2 separate regions of the Mus musculus genome follow, and region 2 is linked to region 1. Evidence: chromatin contacts called from public Hi-C data. All regions are on one chromosome and are shown on one strand. The core of a region is the stretch at or near the end of the contact, and the rest is flanking DNA. Distances in the headings are between cores, read along the strand shown. Region 1 overlaps Cyrib (CYFIP related Rac1 interactor B). Region 2 overlaps Asap1 (ArfGAP with SH3 domain, ankyrin repeat and PH domain1).

Region 1 (2,700 bases), core at 30-2,529:
GAGAGAACAGGCTCCAAACTTTGTCCCCGTGACACTGTCCCCTCCCCACTCAATAATAAATGTAAGATTTCTATAAAATGCATCTCACTCCAGGTTTAGCCTCTAACATCAGAATGTAATATAAAAACTGAAAACTCCAAAATGGTTTGAAAATCCCATATGGCCTCACACTGAAGACTGGCCGACTGTCTTTTATGACATACAACATCGTCTTTCTTTTAGCACTGGACTGACTGTCTTAAGCTAAGCACCATATGGAAGAGATGGTTTGGATGTAGGGGGCATGCTGTGTGATAATTACAGTCTATAAATACAGGAGACACTTGATGGCATGAGATGCTCAAATTTTAAAAGGCACTGAGAACAAAGACTAACAGAAGGAATAGCAGATCCAGGCCTCCTATCATACTCACTCCGAGACAGAGGCCTGCCGGGTGAAATGATATGACCACCTATGCTATTTAAGGTGGTTTTGCCTTCAGTTTGCTTTGTTGAACAACTATGCCTGCATCTGTATAAGCTGAAAACACAGACATGATAAAGTGCTGACTCATCAGGCAGTTCTAGGGAGCATCCTAGCATGGTGGGAATACTGAGCCTCCTGATTCGGGGCAGTTAACTTGGGTAGGATAGTAAACATTTATCCAGCTGTAAAGAATAAGATTTGTGTTTAACTGCACACATAACTCCATTAAAAAAACAAAACAAAACATTAAAACCATTAGAGCACGCCAGAGCAGAGGTTGCCATGGGCCACTGTGCTGAGGGCCCCTTACCATGCTGACGCATCACCACAAAGCTGGCCAGCCACGTGGAATGTGGTGAGGCAACCAAGAGGCACAGGAAAAGAAGACAGAAAATGCCCGTGCCCTGCCAGCCAGGGGGCACCTGAGCTCAAGGAGAATGGTTTTCCCCCACGACAGGCGCCCTCAGAGGGCAAAAATTACGCTGGTTAACCGGCTTGCAAGCCAGGTGTGAATATTGACTCTGCCTTTCATCACAGAACGACTGGGGGCAAGGTCCTTCCTTCCCGTGAATTTGAGCTTGGTAGGGCTACTGTGACTTGGGTAATGTCTACACACTATGAGTCTATGGCTCAGAACTCTTTGCTGCTACTGTTACCTGGGGCAGGAAGGTAGAAGTATCACCTCACTTCCAAATTAGTTATTTAAAGTCCTAGTCTGACTCAACAGCCTACAGATGCTCAGCGTTCATGGGCCAAGGAGATGATGCGTTATGTGCTGTCACTTCCATGGGGTGGGGACGCTTCTACTGAAGTGAAAGTCACATCTGGCTCGCTGCCCCACCCACTCCGTTGTTTCTTCAGAGTGAGAGTGAGCAGTGCAGGGTTAGAGCCAGGTGGCTAGGGTCCCATGCCAGCTCTGTTACTTACCAATGCAGTAGCCTTGAAAGGATCTCAGATCCCGGGCCTCGGCGTCTTCTCCTGTAAGAAGAGTGACAGCAAGGATTAAGCGAGCTACAGCAGCACGCCGAAAGCCACCAGGAAGTCCTGGCCGTCACCATTACGTCTTCCCTTCCGATACTAGTAACATGGTCTGAGAGGACGACTTGTAAGTGCCAGTTACACAGACCAGGCCAAAGCGTCCCATCTTTACACGTGGTACCATGGGACTGTCACCTACAAAGACCATGCTCAAGAACTATGGAAGTGCCAGGCATAGTTCTTTGATCACACACCTTTGATCCCACTACTTGGGAGACTGAGTTCAGAGCCAACCTGGTCTCCATAGTGAGTTTCAGGATAGCCACAATTTTGGGGTTTTGTTTTTGGTTGGTTGGCTTTGTGCCCTGTCTCAAAAAAAAAAAAAAAAAAAAAAAAACTAAACAAGGAGAAAACAAACAAACAAACAAACGTATGCAATCAAGTTACAAAAACAAACATCACACAGATTTCTCACGTTTGGACTGGAGAGATCATTCAATGGTAAGGATGCTTACTGGTCCTGCAGAGGACGAGGATTCAATTCCCATCCCTCGCACTAAACAGTTTACAACCGTCACTCCAGCTCTAAGGAATCTGACACCCTCCTTTGGTCTCAACAGGTACCTGCACAGGTGTGATACACAGAAACTCATGCAGGCACATTCCTTTAATCTCAGTGCCCAAAAGGCAGAGGCAAGTGGATCTCTGTGAGTTCAAGGACAGCCAGGTGTACACAGTGAGTTCCAGACCATCAAGAACTAGAGTGAGACCCTGCCTCAGAAAAAAAAAAGTAAATGAAGTAAGAGTTTTTAAAATGTCACATTTTAAGTTAAGTTTACAATGTTGTGTTGGGCTACATTCAAAACGACCCTTGCAGCATGCAGCCCATGGGTCACAGGTTAGACGCACAGCAGCAATGTTTCTCAAATCCGTCTCTCACTTAGTGCTGAAAATAACACTAGCCATCACAAGGATGGGGGGTGGGAGGAGATGGGGGGGAGAGGGGGGAGAGGAGAGATGGAGATGCGGGAGAAGGAGCTCTGAGAATAATTTGCTGACAGTTGCACAGATGAAGGCAAAGCCCCAAACATCTGTAACTAAGGACCATCAGGATGGACACCCTAGTCTCAGTCGTAGAGGGTGGGGTGGGGTCATGCTGTGCTCTGAGATTCTGAGTCCTGGATGGCTACAGAAACCCTGGTCCCAGAAAAATATGTTCAGCTCAACTTGACTCTGAACTGATCTCAGCCATTCTG
Region 2 (2,700 bases), core at 143-2,642, 89 kb after region 1:
CAGGAAGCCACTAAAGGGGTGAAGCAGGATTTCTGTTCTCTGAGGGGCCTGTTCTGGTTGTCATGAAGGAGTGAACTGTTTTGGTTTGCTTCTCTTCTTTTTCTGGTACTGGGACTGAACCCAGGGGTGCTTGTGCACGTTAGATAAGCAGGTTAGGTAGCATGGAAACCCATCCCTGTGCTTATAAGGCCCATTATTTTGCTTTGCTGAGTTCCGTGAGAATTGTAATTCCAACCTACAACAGTTGCTACTCTCAGCTGAGATTTAGGGCATGCTGTTCAGGTCCTATTATTACAGTTTACCCTCCATATCTGTGGATAAAAATATTTGGGAAAATATATGTACCAAACATGGACCCATTTTCTTTTTTTAAACCCATACTATTTACACTACATTAGATATGCTGTCTAGAGAGAATTTAATAGTATTTGTGCTCAGGTTACTCAAATGCCTGGGGATGGGGGCCCCTGCAGCTTTTGGTGTCTTGTGTGTGTGGGGTGTTCTACGATCAGCTCCCTGATAATATTAGAGAGCACTTTACTTACTCCTATGGTTCTGAGTGGCCCCAGACACTTTTCAGTCTGTTTCCTGGCCTTAGAAGGCAGGTACAATCATATTAATTCATGTTTCAGTGCACAGCCAGTGTGTGTGCAGTTTAGATGGTTTTCCTAACGTGCAAACTGTCCAGTGCCCAGTGGAGTCCCCCCAACTATCGGGCTCTGGGCTTTGACCCTGACTTTAGGAAAACTTACCCCAAGGAATTGCGCCTTTGTTTGGGGGCCCGTGAGGTAGTGGGCTGGGAGGGTCAGACAGGGTTCTCTTGTGTCCTGGTGGTGGGGGAGGAGGCCTCTTCTTGGATAGGGTGGAGCTGCCACTAGAGGTCTGGGTGCCTAGAGGGAGTGTTGAAGGTGGGCCAGTTGGACCTAGAAAGGAAATTGAACGGGGGGCAGGAGGGTTAATCCCAGTCTCACAGACACACAACAGCCAGTATGTAATTACTCATCAAAATGTGCTATAATATGGAAGTCCACCAGCCCACCAACTCACAAACAGATTTCAAAACTGTTTGTTGGAGGAAGGCTCAGCCCTGATGGGGACATCTGTATCATACCCTGTCCTCCCAGGGCTCAGCCATCACTGTGGGAGAGGGGGGGAATAAGGGTAAGAGCCAGAGGCAGTGAATGAGCAAAGGAAACTGCTTTCTGGACACAGCAGGGAGGTTGCACAATTGAGGTAGCACTCCTAAGACCTGCGCAAGCTCCAGCCAGATAAGATCGCAGCATGAAGAGGAGAGGGGGGCACAAAGTCGCCCCCAAGCTGAAGAGCTGTTGGCAGTTGGTAGCTGCTGGGACTGAGAGTCACATTTCTTTAAGGGTGTGTTCTCCGGTGGATTGTGATCACCATCTAGTGGAGGCCACACATCCAAGAATAAGTGTATAAATTAAACTTGTTGGGGAAGGGAGGGAGGGGAAAAAGGACACAAAGTGGAATGGTTCTGGAAGGGCAGATGGATCTGGGAGAAGTCAGAGAGAAGTAAGTATGATTAAAATACATTGTATGAAGTTCTCAGGGAACTAGAAATGAGAAAGATCACAGTAAGAATTCAAGAGATAAGTAGATGGGGTGGGGGGCTTAGCTAAAAATTACAACACAGGAAAAAAAATGAGTATTTTAAAGGAGCAAAACACCAGTCAAGCCAAGCATGGTGGTATAAGTCTGAAATCCCAATCTCTTAGGAGGCCAAGGCAGGGAATCATGGACATCAAGAATTGCATGGTCAGTCAGACATGTGATAAACACTCGTTTAAGAACCAAGGCAGAGAGAAAACAGTCGTAACATATACAGAAAGCCCGGGGATCTAGTCCTTCCCTCAGGTGCTTGGTATAAAGAAAGCACACACATTTTCAATCAGTAACTCAACGGAAGTTACTGGATCTACTTAGGATGAAGGCATAATGCGCTGCCACCAAGTTCAAGAGGGGCACAGCGGGGTGCTGTGAGCTTGGCAGTCAGTGGCCCACAGTTAAAATATTCAGATAGCAGAGTTTTTGAATTCTACTACAGTTTTTCTTTTAGTCAGAAAACAAGCTTTCCTCAAAAACCAAAACCAACCAAACAAAAACCCCAACCAGCCAATCGTTTTGGTAAGGATCTAAGATGACTTAGAACAACAACTCAGAAACCTCTTTTTGTTCTAATTCCAAACTGTTCTGGAAATCCCAAGCCATCTGTTATACTTGAGTCTGAACTCCAGCTAACGAAGCTGGTTTTGAATCAGTTATAGGTGCACCATATACATTCTTGACGTGAGGGGGCATGTAAGATGTTACGCTGGGCAGCCGGATGGGTATTTCTCTAGAGAAGCCCTCATGGGCCCGCTTTAACCATGTCCACGAACAAATGCTTCTATACACATGTAGGAAGGAAGAAAAAAAAAAAAGGAAAGCGATAGAAACCAGGGAGGGGGGAAGCTAGGAACATTGCCATATGCAAGATACTTAGTGATCTAGAAAAGTTCCAAATGAGCTTTTTATACTCTGTGTTAAAAGAAAATCATAATTACTGATGGTGTTCTTCCTGGGTAAACTTAAAAGATAGTTTTAATTATTAATTAATGGTTTGTACTAACAAGGATTCAGTCATTAATTCTCAGAGGTAGCCTGACAGGGCAGTGGACAATGATCATCTAAATAAGGTAG

The links. A called contact is a pair of places that touch in the nucleus more often than the background predicts.
Region 2: a contact with region 1 is called in a Hi-C map of Th17 cells, with 2.6 times the contacts expected there. The contact joins two enhancer-like sites. A contact is called at or near these places in 11 of 39 promoter capture datasets (3T3-L1-derived adipocytes, the C10 cell line, the HPC-7 cell line and 7 more), 2 of 15 datasets of contacts at CTCF or cohesin (large pre-B cells and pro-B cells), 28 of 484 Hi-C or Micro-C datasets (B cells, the C10 cell line, CD4 T cells and 18 more), 10 of 115 datasets of contacts at active chromatin or transcription factors (CD8 T cells, the HPC-7 cell line, Th17 cells and 6 more) and 4 of 9 other capture datasets (adipose tissue, embryonic stem cells, liver and 1 more).

Annotation. Positions count from the first base shown.
Region 1 is chr15:64,021,177-64,023,876 of GRCm38.p6, forward strand. It overlaps Cyrib (CYFIP related Rac1 interactor B), which reads right to left. Exons shown (of 13, transcript NM_001360036.1): 2 at 1,394-1,444. Among named protein-coding and RNA genes, the nearest start is that of Gm25628, 3.4 kb to the right of the region's middle. Within about 2 kb of position 1,280, at least 98 of the 459 cell types and tissues checked have an H3K27ac peak or open chromatin away from gene starts, as enhancers often do. A contact at or near this core is called in CD8 T cells and Th17 cells, where this site is marked.
Region 2 is chr15:64,110,154-64,112,853 of GRCm38.p6, forward strand. It overlaps Asap1 (ArfGAP with SH3 domain, ankyrin repeat and PH domain1), which reads right to left. Exons shown (of 31, transcript NM_010026.3): 26 at 753-923. Among named protein-coding and RNA genes, the nearest start is that of Gm20717, 13 kb to the left of the region's middle. Within about 2 kb of position 1,393, at least 18 of the 459 cell types and tissues checked have an H3K27ac peak or open chromatin away from gene starts, as enhancers often do. A contact at or near this core is called in CD8 T cells and Th17 cells, where this site is marked.